Regions from separate parts of the Callithrix jacchus genome. Here regions 2 and 3 are each linked to region 1. A link is a contact called in public Hi-C data. All regions are on one chromosome and are shown on one strand. The core of a region is the stretch at or near the end of the contact, and the rest is flanking DNA. Distances in the headings are between cores, read along the strand shown.

The links. Hi-C and Micro-C count contacts between places; a contact is called where the count stands out from the background.
Region 2: a Hi-C map of skeletal muscle shows a contact between it and region 1, with 12 times the contacts expected there. The contact joins two enhancer-like sites. A contact is called at or near these places in 2 of 3 Hi-C or Micro-C datasets (both in skeletal muscle).
Region 3: a contact with region 1 is called in a Hi-C map of skeletal muscle, with 2.9 times the contacts expected there. The contact joins two enhancer-like sites. A contact is called at or near these places in 2 of 3 Hi-C or Micro-C datasets (both in skeletal muscle).

Annotation. Positions count from the first base shown.
Region 1 is chr7:91,673,282-91,678,087 of calJac240_pri, forward strand. No RefSeq gene overlaps it. Among named protein-coding and RNA genes, the nearest start is that of ACOT11, 49 kb to the right of the region's middle. Within about 2 kb of position 2,665, at least 14 of the 16 cell types and tissues checked have an H3K27ac peak or open chromatin away from gene starts, as enhancers often do. A contact at or near this core is called in skeletal muscle, where this site is marked.
Region 2 is chr7:91,269,603-91,274,408 of calJac240_pri, forward strand. The region is part of intron 3 of TCEANC2 (transcription elongation factor A N-terminal and central domain containing 2); the gene reads left to right. It also overlaps the pseudogene LOC100390757. Among named protein-coding and RNA genes, the nearest start is that of TCEANC2, 24 kb to the left of the region's middle. Within about 2 kb of position 2,774, at least 3 of the 16 cell types and tissues checked have an H3K27ac peak or open chromatin away from gene starts, as enhancers often do. A contact at or near this core is called in skeletal muscle, where this site is marked.
Region 3 is chr7:91,310,263-91,315,068 of calJac240_pri, forward strand. No RefSeq gene overlaps it. Among named protein-coding and RNA genes, the nearest start is that of CDCP2, 40 kb to the right of the region's middle. Within about 2 kb of position 1,954, at least 1 of the 16 cell types and tissues checked has an H3K27ac peak or open chromatin away from gene starts, as enhancers often do. A contact at or near this core is called in skeletal muscle, where this site is marked.

The DNA.
Region 1 (4,806 bases), core at 1,415-3,914:
CACACAGCCTTGCTATTCAGAACTGGAACCGTGGTGTTCTTTTTTTTTTTTTTTCAAGACAAGAGTCTCCGTGCCCAGACTGGAGTGCAGTGGTGTGATCTCGGCTCACTGCAACCTCTGCCTCCCGGGTTCAAGCGATTCTCCTGCCTCAGCCTCCCAAGTAGCTGGGATTACAGGCGCCCACCACCACACTCAGCTAATTTTTGTACTTTTAGTAGAGACAGGGTTTCACCATGTTGGCCAGGCTGGTTTCAAAGTCCTGACCTCAGGTGATCCACCCACCTTGGCCTCCCTAACTGCTGGGATTACAGGGGTGACCCACCCAGCCCAGCAACCACAGTGTTTCAAATCAGAGCTCACCTCTGACCCCCTCCCACTCCCTCATATGCATGTACTAAAGAGACTGAAGAGCCCCACCCCACCCCACCTCCCCATCTCTGACTGTGTCCATTCCTCTCTGGCCACACTGACTCTGCTTAATGTTGCTTGTATTACTGCACCTCTCTGTGCCCTCTTAGCTTTTTATTTATTTATTTATTTAGACTGAGTTCCGCTCTTGTTGCCCACCCAGGCAGGAGGGCAATGGTGCAATCTTGACTCACTGCAACCTCTGCCTGAGGGTTCAAGTGTTTCTCCTGCCTAAGCCTCCCGAATAACTGGGTTAACAGGCATGCGCCACCACGCTGGATAATTTTTTTTTTTTGAAATGGAGTTTCACTGTTGTTACCCACACTGGAGTGCAATGGCACAATCTCGGCTCACAGTAACCTCCGCCTTCTGGGTTCAAGCAATTCTCCTGCCTCAGCCTCCTGAGTAGCTGGGACTACAGGCATGCACCACCATGCCAGCTAATTTTTGTATTTTTAGTAGAGACAGGGTTTCACCTTGTTGACCAGGATGTCCTCGATCTCTTCACCTCGCGATCCACCTGCCTCGGCCTCCCAAAGTGCTGGGATTATAGGCATGAGCCACCGCGCCCGGCCTCGCAGGATAATTTTATATTTTTAGTAGAGATGGGGTTTCTCCATGTTTGACAGGCTGGTCTCAAATTCCCAACCTCAGGTGATCCGCCCGCCTCAGCCTCCCAAAGTGGTGGGATTACAGGCGTGAGCTACCCTGCATGGCCCCTCTTAGCTTTTTAACGCTCAGCTCTGTTCTGTCCCTTCCTTGGTCAGAAAGCTTCAGGAACCCCGCCCCCCAGCCTGTTCTGCAACTGTCTGATGGATAAAGCCCCAACTTCTGCCCCTTCTAGACCCAGGGTCCCAAGACCTAGCCCAGTCCCAACCCGTTTATGTTTTCCGCGCTCCATTCATTCAATGTGCAAATATTTGTTGAGCCCTTACTATATGCCAGGAATTATGCTGGGCATTCAGGAGATTGTCGATGCACAAATGCACAGAAACCAAGTGTGTTTCGAGAGCTCCGGGGTTCAGGGGCTCTGAGGAGGGGCATGGAGTTGAGAGAGGGACTGGGCTGCCGCCAGCTTTCTTCTCACTGGTTTCCTGTTTACCATTAGCAGCTGCCCATCCCTCCTAGCGCACAAATACCCAAGTGAACCTTGGTATGTTTTCAGACCCGCAGCTCAATCACAAGCATGAAGCAGGCGACTTGAAATCCACCTTCAGCTGCCTTGAAAACCTGCACAGGAACGCCTTTAGATTCCCCCGCCCATGCTCTCCCCAGTTTCAATCTTCCTTTCCCCCTTTTGAGGACATAGGTCCCCTTGAAGTTTTTGTTTGCTTGCAGTAGGGGAAAAACAGCTTTACGTGTAGAGGGTTTTTTCCTTTTTTTTTTTTTTTTTTAATATTAAGCATCAAGAGACACAGCAATCTGCTTGGAGACACTGTACGTGCATAATTAATAAAATCGCATTATTTATTTATAAAGAGACACACGAGGAACGGGAGAATTAGGGCTATCCCCATTATATATGAAGAGAGGGAGAAAGAGTGAAGAGGCAAAATACTTTTTGAACATTAGATCCTTCCAGAGAAGTGTCTCTTAATATGCAGTGAATAAACGACATGTATTCCTCATCCAAGTGGTGCCCTGTGCCCAGAAGGCATCAGAAAAACAGAAACCTGGTTCAGGGGCTTAAAAAAGGAACCGGATCGATGTGGCGCTCGCAGTGCCCAGCATGCCGGCGTTGGTTAGTTGGCAGGAGAGCAGGAGAGAGAGGAGGCGCGGTGGAGGGTTTGGGCGCCTGGAAAGCGGCTTGAGAGCTAGTCCGGGGCTTCCAAAGGAGGGGGACTTGGGGCACAGAATCCCTGGCAGGTGAGGGAGAAGCGGCTACAGTCGCCCCACTGGGCACCACATACATAACCCAGATGCCAGCGAAGGGGAGCCCCTGGTTTCGATTAGCCCATTGCAAACCAGGTCACATGAACTTGGTGGTGGCCAGGGGGTTCTAGATGGCAGCTTTGTCCTTGGACCTCTGCATCCCGGATGCCCGGGCAAGATCGCCAGTATCAATAACCCAACTTATTATATAACAGCCTCGGAGACCGGGAGGCAGGGTCAGGTCCTGCCAGGCTTCTAGAGCTGTCAGTGGACCTTCTCTGTCCTCGTCTCTCTCCCTCTTCCTCTCATTTTTTTTTCTTGAGACATGCTTTAAAATAGAAAACAGGCTTGTGCAGGAACCAAACACACAGAGAGGGGTGGTTTGTAGGGATTTTTCCCCCCACCTCCCTCGAGGGCAAGCAACTCCTGCAGCGCCACTCTCGGCCTTCCCCGGGCGGTGGGCTCGGCGCGGGGGGCGGCGCAGGGAGGGCGGCGTCGGCCGGGGCAGCAGCCTCCGCAGGGTTACCCGGGCGCGTGCAGGGAAACGTCTCAGCAATTCCAGCGCCCGAGCGGAGCGCGCGGGGGGGTGGGGGCGCGCAGCGCGGGGCACCTTGAAACCGCCGGCGGCCGCGCGCTGATTGGCCGAGCCGCAGCCTCGGCGTTCCAGCCAGGCGCCCCTCCCCCCGCGCCGTCCACCCCGGAAGGAATTTCCTCCTCTGGCGGCCGCTATTGTTGTCCACCTTCGCTGTTTGGGTCGGATCGCGTAACCATAGTATCCAAACTGTCCGCGCGGGGCCCCAGCCTGGGACCCCTGTGCCCCCACCCCTCCAGCCCACCCCCCACTTTTTTTTTTTTGCAGCCTACTTATCATGACTTCATCGGACTCCGGGGAGCGGGAGAGGGGGCTGGGGCGGGGGGCGGGGAGCGGTCTCGCTTCTGGCGGCCCTGACTTCGAGATGTTTTCAATTATAATTTTTTAAAGTCTGCTTTGTGGGTTCGGGTCTTTAAAATTCTTCCTACTTGCCCCACTCCCCATGAAACCGTTGGACCAAACTTGAATGGGGTTTTCCTCCGTTTCCCCTTTACCGTCTAGGCTCCAAACCCTGACTTTACGGCTCACGGTCGGGGATGGGGGAAATTCGCAGCAGGAGTCACCCCCCCAAACGCTACCCTTCAGATCGTTACTGTCTCCTGGCCCCTGGCCTGGATTTGAGCTGGGGTAGCGAGGCTGATGGTGGGGTGAAAACATCATCCACTGCAGCACCCCCTACCCCGGGGCGCTTCCTGGCGGGGTTGGGGGATCCCCAGAGATTGATCTTTGGTAGGTGGTGCGGTGTGGATGCCCATCAAACATCGGGGAGGGGTGGCAGCAGAGGGATGAAGGGGAGACGGGGAAAGCAGCTGACAGGTTACTGGAAAAACAAGCCCCCTCGCCCCTCGAATTTCTCTCACGGGTCTCCGAGCTCAGACATCCTAGTCCGCGCCGGCAGCCCGAGCCGAATGCCTGCTCCCACCCCCGGCCAAAAAATAAAACAACCCCAAACAAAACCCTGTCCCCAGAAGTGCATTCGGCTGGGAGAGGTGGGGAGCCAGCAGCGAGTCCGCACCGAGCCGGCGACGCGCAGCGCGGGAGCCCCCGGGCTGGGGCCGGCCGCGGGGGGCGGCGTGTGTGCGGGGGCGGGGGTGTCCAACATTCCCAGAACTCAAATATTCTCCCGGCGCTGGGCCGGACGGGGGCAGTGACTGCTAGGGCCCAAGCTCGGGGCAACACTGCCCCCTAGGGGCCGCCGCCGGAGGTTTGCAGCTGGGGCTGGCGAGGGGTCTGGAGGTTTGTTTGGGTCTAGCCCTGGGACCAGGCACTTTGGCCCGCACGTTTCACCGGCCAGCGGATCCGGGGAGTACCCGGGCAGGGCTACTATGATCCCCTGGCCGACCAGTGACAGGCCAGAGGCCTTCAAGTGCCAGTTCTGGGAGCTGGGGAGATATGGTAGTAGGGTTTGTATTTTTGCTCTAGAATTTAAAACTTTGGAAGACAGTTTTCCATAGGCTCTTGGTGATGGATGGAAACTTTTAAGATCATGACTGAGTCCCCTCATGGTGCAGTTGGAGAAACTGAGGCTCAGAGAAGGGAATGATTTGCTCAGGGATATGGGGTTTGAACCTGTCCTCCCAGTTGTCATCTGCGGCCCTGTGGCTTTTTCGGGCTCACAAAGTCCTCTTTGATTCCTCTGACACCCATGGCTTGCTGTCAGGCATCACCACTCTCATTTTACAAATGAGAAATTAGAGAGGTCTCAACTTGCTCAGTGAGCCTATCTTTTAGTTCAGCCCTCTAGACCGTGGGGACTTGGGGGACCTGAACCTTAGGGTCAATTAGCAGGCCGGCCTTCTGCTCTGGGGCCCCATGGTATTCTATGGTCATCCCTGCCATACCCGGGTGGAGGTGGCTGCTCCAGGCTGGTGGCGGGTGGTGGTAATTTAACAGCGGGGTTGAGTTTGCTGAAACCTAGGCTCTTGGCCTCTAAA
Region 2 (4,806 bases), core at 1,524-4,023, 400 kb before region 1:
CTTAGAACTCTGGTCCAGTGAGATGTTATTTGAAGAAAGTGTCCCGGGTTCAAATAAGCTTGGAATATGTTACATTACTATTTCCTCTCTCTTAGAGGTTTTCAGTATACCATCTCGTCTAATAGGCTAGATGAAATCCTACAATAAGGAAACCTGTTTGGCCGGACACAGTGGCTCATGCCTCTAATCCCAGCACTTTGGGAAGCTGAGGCAGGCAGATCACTTGAGGTCAGAAATTCAAGACCAGCTTGGCCAACATGGTGAAACCTCATCTCTAATAAAAATATAAAAATTAGCTGGGTGTTGTGCTGTGTCTGTAGTCCCCAGCTACTCGGGAGGCTGAGGCAGGAGAACCCGGAAGGTGGAGTTCACACCACTGCACTTTAGCTTGAGGGACAGAATAAAACCTTGTCTCCAATTAAAAAAAAAAAGAAAGAAAGAAAGAAACTTTAATTTTATTTTATGCAGGGTTCCCCAAGGAATACTTTCCATGGTGGGTGGAGGGGGATAACGTATTTTAATAGCAAATTTTATCTTATGAGAATTTTATTTATTTTTTATTATTTTTTCAGGCACGGTTAAGGCTTTATTGGGCATCACACAAGACTGGGTATAGAGACTCAGCAAAGGGATCAGGGTATGTAGACGGTCTTTAAGGACAGTGCTGGGGAGCTCAGGGATCAGTCTGGCTTCTCAAAGAAGAGACAAGCACTGAGGAAAGGCCGTCAGGTTGGCGTTAGGGCAGGAAAAGGGAGATGTTAGGAGGGGAACTTTGGTGGAGGAGAGTGGGGAGCTGAAGCTTTAAAGAGCCTCAATGCGAGGAGGGCTCATGTTAGAAGAAAGCAAGACAGTGAAACCTTGGGGAAGAGAAGATAGCGGAAAGAAGGAAAAAGGAAGAAGTCTCGTCCAGGGAGTCAGGCTGTTCTCCAGCATTCTGCCCAGGCAGCAGGGTCGGCTCCTCCCTCCCATCTTCTGGCAACCCGGGGCCTTATTTGCTGTTCCATGTAGCTGACTTTCCAAACAAAGGACCTGGGACGAATCTGCTGGACTTCATGTAGGTAGAGATCTTCTTCAAACCCTCAAATCAGGAGATGAAGTCCTTCAGGATTGGGAAGGCATCCAGGCAGCAGGGCTCAAATATACGGTTGTGGTTAAGGACGTCATAGGCGAGGAAATCCACAAAGGTGATCTTATCTCCTGCAAACCATGGCCGCTTCCCCAGAAACTGTGAGTAGACCTTTAACTTTTCAGGGAGTTCCTCCAAGTACTTTCTTTGCCTTCAGTTTCTCAAGTTCTGGGTCGTAGCAGATCATGACCAGCTGCATCCGGGTGTCCGTGGTCTGGTTCTCCAAAATGTCCACACGAATCTTCTTCTCTTCTGTCTCCCCACACAGGTTGTGCTTGCGGGCAATGTAGCGCAGGATGGCGTTGCTCTAGGTGATCTTGTGAGCCCCATCAATCAAGTAGGGCAGATTAGGAAAGTCCAGGCTTAGCTTGAATTTGTCCTTCAGCCACTGGCTTCTGTCATAGTCAGGAGCGTCCCCCATCATATAGGTCTTTTCCTTGTAGCTTGAGTCTATGTATTCCAGGAGCAGGCGGATGGTGTGGGCCAGCCTGCGGAGGTCCCAGTACCCCACTGTCGTGGGCATGGTGCTGGTTTGTGCTGGTTCTGCAAACAGGCCTCAAGTGGCGCTGGAGTCAGACTTTTAGTCCGGAGAAAGGAGAGGAAGGGCCTATTTTTTTTTTTTTAACTTTCATTTTAGGTTTGGGGGTACATGTGAAGGTTTGTTATATAGGTAAACTCTCTGTGTCATGGGGGTTTGTTGTACATATTATTTCGTTACCCAGATATTGAACCTAGTACCCAATAATTATGTTTTCTGCTCCTTACCCTTCTCCTACCCGCCACACTCAAGTAGACCTCAGTGTCTATTCCCTTTTTTGTGTTCATAAGTTCTCATCATTTAGCTCCCACTTATAAGTAAAACATGCAGTATTTGGTTTTCTGTTCCTGCATTCGTTTGCTAAGGATAATGGCCTCCAGCTCCATCTATGTTCCTGCAAAGGACATGACCCTGTTCTTTTTTTATGCCTGCATAGTATTCCATGGTGTATCTGTACCACATTTTCTTTATCCAGTCTGACATTGGTGGGCATTTTAATTGATTCCTTGTCTTTGCTATTGTGAATAGTGCTGCAGTGAAGATGGGTATCTTATTAGCAACCTATGAGCTTTAGAAACAGCTGCTACTGGAACCATTTAATGTTAACTATAGGAAGACATGATGAGCATTTCTGGTGACTATGAGAAAAATGCATAGGAAATGGGTGTTAGTAAAGATCAGTTAGAAATCAGGAGATCAGATAGGAGGTCATTCAGATATTCATTCATGTGCCAGGCAGTGTTCTAGATGCCTGTGATCAAAACAAGACAAAAATCCCTATCCTTCTGAAGCTTACATTCTAGTGAGGAGACAGGCAATAAAGAAGAAACATAATAAATAACTTGTTTAGTTATGTTAGAAGATGATAAGTGCTATGCAAGAGAAAAAGTCAAGAAAGTTAAGGGGGATGGGGAATGTGGATGGTGTTGAGGGGAGTGGGCCTGATTGAGAGAGATTTGAGCAGAAACTTGAAGGAGGTGAGAAAGTGAGCCGTGAGGATGAGTTATGGCCATAAACATTGAGCTGAGACACAATGAAGGCTTGGAGGGTAAAGGCTGAGGGAATGGAGGAGGACTGAGAGAATGGAGATGTGAAATAGCTCCTTAGAGAAACCTTATCAGGGATAATGGGCTGGATTTAGCAAGGACTGACCATAGGAGTGAGGCAAAATGGGGATGTCCCGATGCCTCTCGCTGTGTTGCCACCTTTATCTTCTCCCCTGGCTCCCTCTTTCTGCTTTCAGAGAAGCACAAATCTTCCCTTTTAACTGTCTTTGCCACCTTTTCCAAACACCTAATTTCTCTTCTATTTATAGCCAGATTCCTTTAAAAATGTTGTCTTCTCGCAACTCCCATTTCTGGCCTGCCCACTCCTTTGGGAAAACCGTTCCAAGCTGGCTTCTCCCACAACCACTACTCTCTCAGGACACAAGTAACTTCATTCAATCCAAATCCAGTGGTCTTGTCTTAGTTCTCATCTTTCCAGACTGTGAATTTGAGACCATGGATCACTCCCTTTCTGTTGACATAAATGACACTGAACTGGTTGCCAGTTCTGTATCTATTTTTAAACTGTTTGTTACCTTCATAGCCCTTATCTCAGTTTGTAATCACCTATTTAATTATTTACTTCTTTTTTTTTTTATTTGTTAGGCAGTAACTCCATGCCAGCAGAAGTTACATTTTATTTACCAGTGTATTTCAAGCATTAGTGGCATATAGCAGGAGCTCAGGATAGAGTCCTCAAATGAGTGAAAATGACAAAGTTGAACAAGTTTTCTCCATGGCTCTTCTGGCCTTCTATGTCCTTGTTTCTTTCCTGTTTGTTTCTTCAGTCATCATCCTCTCTCCCCTAACAGGGTGCTTTTCCTTAAAGTTCAGCCCATAGTCTTTTGCTGCTGCTTTGAAGCATTTAGCCAGAGAGCTTGTCCATGTCTCCAACTTAGCTGAAGCCTTAATTCAGATACCTCTTGGATATGCATCTCCTGTTCTGATCCATTTTTGAATCTTAGATTTTTAGAAAGGTTGTTCCAATTTACATTCCTACCATTTTCTTAAATCTTACAAATGTAGGAAGTAAAAATAGCATCTTGTTTTCATGTGCTGCATAGAATGAATTGTCTTCCATGCGATTTTTTGGCACTTTGTTCTTCTTTTTGTAAACTGTTCATGTTCTTTGTCCATTTGTGCTGGGATCTTAACAATTTTTCTAATATATTTCTATGAGCTCTGTAAATGTCAGTATAATAACCCTTTTAAATCCATTTACCTACTTCAGTTTATAAACAAGGAAACTGAGACCTAGAGAGATGAAGTGACTTATCCAGGGCCACCTAGTGAGTTAGCACCAGAGATGTAATGAGAATCCAGGTCTCCTGGGGCAGTGTCCCTTCCTGGTTAGCAGACTGCCATTGTGCCCTGGACCCCAGCCATATGTCCCTTTATTTTATTGGACTGTCTCTATGGGTTCTGCCATCTGTTTTAAATCAGAATTTAGTGCCTTTTCTTATATACCTCAAATGGGAGTTTTCTTTCAGTGTTTCCATTTGCATCAGTGTCCCTAGAGTTTTGCTCTCACATAAACCCATTAAGTGGAAATGTCCAGCAGAAAATTGGATATGTGGAATTCAAGCTCAGATGCAAAATTTAGACTGGAAATACTTATTTGGAAGTCATTTGCCAGGAAGTGTTTGCTTACAATCACCTACATAGATGAAGTCTCTGAGTAAAAGGAAAGATGAAGGGGCTGAAGGACTGAACCTGGGAGGAAATCTATGCAGGGGAAGTGGAAGGAAGAAGAGGAACCAGGTAAAGAGGCTAAGGAAGTGTAGTTAGACAGGAAGAGAGCCAGGGCAGTACAAAGGCATGCTGGCCAGAGGGTGTTCTTAGAGGCAGGGGAAATGGGCGGCCCCAGTGTCAAGTGTTGTGGGAAGTTGAGGGCCAGCTAGTAAAAAGTCTTTGGAGCGGGCAGTTACAAGGCCTCTGTGAGCGGATACCTTTATTATTATTATTGTTTTCTTTTTTTGAGACAGAGTTTCTCTCTTGTTACCCAGGCTGGAGTGCAGTGGCACGATCTCAGCTCACCGCAACCTCCGCCTCCTGGGTTCAAGTAATTCTCCTGCCTTAGCCTACCGAGTAGCTGG
Region 3 (4,806 bases), core at 704-3,203, 360 kb before region 1:
AACTCCTGTTTTCTGGCTAAGAAGTATCACTTGCCTTAATCTCTTCACTTTCTCTTCAGCTCCATTAAGGAGCATTTAACTTTTGGAAGGAGTCATTTTCCACAAAGAAACAGGGTTCTTAAAAATCACTGTGGGTCAGGCTCAGTGGCTCACACCTGTATTCCCAGCACTTCAGGAGGCCAAGATGGGCAGATGGGCAGAACTCTCGAGCTGGGGCAACATGGCGAAACCCCAACTCTACAAAAATATATTAAAAAATTAGCCAGGCATGGTGGCGTGCACCTGTAGTCCCAGCTACTAGGGTGGCTGAGGTGGGAGGATCACTTGAGCCAGGAGGTTGTGGCTGCAGTGAGCTAGCATGGCGCTGCTACACTCCAGCCTGCGTGACAGAGACCCTGTGTCAAACAACAACAAAGTGTAGTCATGCATATAATAACCATAAAAGCTGACATTTATGGAGTATTTATTAAGTGCAAGACTATGCGCAGTGCTTTTCACGCATTATCTCAATGTTTGAAATTTCAATAATTTATGTGAATAAAGGAATTCCGTACATGTGATTTAATTTAAAAAGAAAAGACATTACGAAATGGTGAAGAGAGCAAAGTAGGTCTCCCTGCCTCCTCTGCACTCCCGTGCCCTCCTCCCCTTCCCACAGGCCACACGGTGACCAGTTCCTTTTATCCAGCAGAGTCCATGAATGATCCTCAACAGCCCTTTGAAGTATTATTCTGGAATTACATATTAGGAAACTGAGGTTCTGAGACAGGAAGTCACTTTCCCAAGGTCACACCACTTCAGGGCAGAGCTAGGAGTTCGTCCCAGATGGGTTGACTGAAGCCCATGTGTTGAGGGTCACCCTGCCTCCCACAAAGAGGAGAGAACCAGAAATTTGAGCTGAGAAGTGTGTGCTGGGCAGCCAGCTGGACTCTCTCACAAATGGGCTTTGTCTGCCTACACTGATCTTGAAGAATTCAAATTTGGATCTCAGCAAACTGACCAATTACAAGCTGTCACAGACCATCTAGGTTATTGACAAATAGTCAAAGCTGCAAATACTACAATCCTGAATCCTCCCAGTCATCCATTCTTGCTGTTTCCTGCCTCCTTGCTCCTTTACACCCTTGGTTGGTCATTTGCAGGCGTTAACTCAGACAAGCTGCTCAGTATAAAGAAGGTCATGGGAAGCAGGGGAGGCGGTGCACAGCTCTGCAGTCTGACACCAGGCTAGGCCTCAGCTCTGCCCTCTGCATGGCTGGGGCAGTCCTGTCCCTCTCCAAGCCTCAATGTCTTCATTTGGGAAATGGGATTAATTCTATTTAATCAAAAGGTTTGGAGATCCTCAAGAGAGGTAATGAAAGCCAAATGGTAATTAGCAAAACCCCATGCAAATATAATTTTAATAACAATAAAGGAAAGTTGGAATAAACCTAGTGGCCTCTATGTGAAATAAGCTGGCTTAACTCACACCTGCTATCTGTTCACTTCCTTCCATTCCACCCACCAAGCTGCATTTATAAAATCTTTTACAGTTTACAAAATCCTTTTCATCCTGTTTTGTTAGCCCCTGTCCAAGCCCTATGAGGCAGGAGGTTCCATAGATTCCCTATCCTGGTGCCCCACACTGCCTTCTCTCTGGTCATGACTGCCCCGGGGCAAAGGCTGCAAAGAGAGAGCCCAGGTTCCTTGACTCCCAGTCCTACAAAGTACAGAGTGGAGTCTGACTTACCTGCACCCCCTTTGTGGATTACAGCTTATCAGTTGAGAATTCTTGGTCAGGCCACCTCTTCTCTCTGAACCCAAGCAATCTCAACAGTGATATGCAGGTGACAATCACTCCCAGTTGACAGATCAGGAAACTGAGGCTCCAGAAGAAGAAGTGACTTGCCCAAGGTCACAGATCTGGTGAGAGGTGGTGTGGTCCTCACACCTGGCTTTATCACTGCCCTGCTTAACACCTGCAGTGGCTGCCCTGGCCCACTGGCTAGAACTCGTGGCCCTGAGCTTAACTCTTGAGGCTTGCAGTGATCTGGCCCCCACCTCCCTCCCCAGATTCATCTCTCAGCGCCCTTTCTACACCTCAGCCTTACCAACTGTGTCATCATTCCCCAAACACGCAATGACTTCTCAACCCCTTGTCTTTGCACGTGATATTCCCTGTGCCAGGCTGCCTGTGGTCTCCTGACCAACCTTGATTAATCCCTCCTACGCTCCCTTTGACAGGTATGTGACACAATGAGCTTTCCTTGTTGTTGTCATCATTACTGTACTGATCATTTCACAGAGTGGATCAGACCCCAAGCTTTGGAGCTAAACTGCTTGAGATTAAAGCCTGGCTCAACCACTTACTAGATGAGTGATTCTGGACAATTTTGTCAACATCTCTGTGCTATTTTCTCAGTTGTATCATGAAGGCTTCTCCTGGGATTGTTGCAAAGAATAAATAATACACATAGAATGATGGGCACAGAGCCTGGCATAGAATAAGTGCTCATTCAATATAGGCTACCTCTTATTATTTTCTGTGATTTGTATTTGCCTATCCCTGTGCTGGGCACAGCCAGCTGACCTACATGTGGTCTCTGGCTTCAGTCCCCAGGGGAGAAGAGAGGCAGATAAATATCCCATGATATTGCATTCATTCTGATCAAGCCACTGTTTTGTTGAAAGCATCCTGCACTTGTGTTCATGAGCTCTAAAGAGCAAACACCATTCTGCAACCACTTCTTCCTCACCAGACATGGACTGGGTCCTCATGCCCCCACCCCACTGCGTGTCTCATCCATGGGGAATGGTTTTGGCAGCTCCCCATTCTCTTCAGGTTAACCCCAGAGACAGGCTGTTCCCAGAGTGCAAGGGAAGACTCAGCTGCAGCACAATTTATCTCCCTGGGCTGCTCCCTCAGCTGAGATTTATGGGCTGTGCCTGTCACAGTGACCCTGCAGGCTCAATTACAGATCTGCTTCTAGGCTAGACTGGGGCAGAAACCTGCCCAGATTTACCAAGTGGCCCCGAGGGAGAGCCACAGGCCCTGTCAAACCTGGGACCTCCGAGGGCAAGGGGCCATTTAGCTGCCTCTCCTGTCACACACAAGGAAACTGAGGCTAGACACAGGAAGACACATACAAAGCTCCCACTAGTGAAAATGGGCCCAGTGTGAAGTCTAACGTGGACCCTGAGTGCCACCGAGGGAGCTTATTTTTCTATACGTGAGTATATGACTTCACTATTACTCAAATAGTTTTCTTTTTATGTAACAAAATTATTTATGAGGGAAACATGCTTTGAAACTTGAACCAAAAGCAAAATATTGCGCTTCCATAGACAAAGACCATATTCTGTCCCCACAAGCACATTAGGATGTATTAGATGAGGCCGGGCATGGTGGCTCACGCTTGTAATCCCAGCACTTTGGGAGGCCGAGGCAGGCGGATCACCAGGTCAAGAGATCAAGACCATCCTGGCCAACATGGTGAAACCCTGTCTCTACTAAAAATACAAAAATTAGCTGGGTGTAGTGGCACACACCTGTAATCCCAGTTACTCGGGAGGCTGAGGCAGGAGAATTGCTTGAGCCTGGGAGGTGGAAGTTGCAGTGAGCTGAGATCGAGCCACTGCACTACAGCCTGGAGCCTGGCAATGGAGCGAAACTCTGTCTCAAAAAAAAAAAAATTGAGTGTATTAGATGAAACCGAAACATTGCCTGGCTTCACCGGCTTGTGGTTACAAAATGGAGTCCCATTTTTGCCAAAAAGGCAATGCCCATGAGCCCCACTTCTACATAAGCAGAAACATCCTTCTCAGAAGCTCTCCTAGTTATTACTGGGAGTCCCCAAGAGTAGCCGCAAGCTAGCCTGTCAATTGCAGTCACCATATTTGCCGGTTCTTCCTCTCCACCCTCTGGCTCCTTCATCAGTATCCTCAGTTAGTGAGGCCTTTGGAAGGAGTCCCATTGCTGCTGCCGTTAATGGTGCCTGCAATGAGGTTAGTGTCGGGGCAAAGATGCCTTATCCTGGTGGCCCACACTGCCTTCTTTCTGGTCATGACTGTCCAGGGGCAGCAGGGGCTAGGGCTGAGCCCCCACAAAGGAAACCAGGTTCCTTAACTCCCAGTCCTACAAAGTACAGTGTGTAGTCTGGTTTACCTGCCCGCCCCCTTGTGGATTACAGCTTATCAGTTTGAGAGTTCTTGGTCAGGCCGCCTCTCCTCTCAGAACCTGAGCAACCTCAACAGTGACAAGCAGGTGATGAAACCCACTTGGAAGGTTGTCAGGAAGATCAAATGAGATCATTTGTACACAATGCTTGGCATATAATAGGTACTCAATGAATTAATGGCTGTTACCGTTATTATTCTGTCTGAGGCTGGGCTTCTCCAGAAACAGGCTCTAAAAGACAATTTGAGACAAGTGGTTTATTTGAGAGGTGAGTCAGAGGAGGCACCTATAGAGGTGTTGGAAGGTGAAACCGGGAGGAAAATAAGCCAACAAAGGGTGTGTTATCAAGCCGATTTTTGCTATAACCAGCCAGGGCTCAATTCCACTGAGGATTCCTGCATGATGGGGTACAACAAGCCTTACAGTTGTCCCTATCAAGGGGCGAGGGAGCTGGGGTGTCTATCCACCAGGAATTGTCTGGAATTTGCTGCAGAAGAATGAACATTAGCGCTTGCTGACAACTTTCTGTGTTCATGCAGGCCAGGCCTGGGTGGGCTCCGAAGCCAGAGAAAGTCCTCAGGCAGAGTCACAGGGGCTGGCACTTAGAGGCTGTCAGGTCGGCATGCACAGGGATGGTGAACATCAAGGGA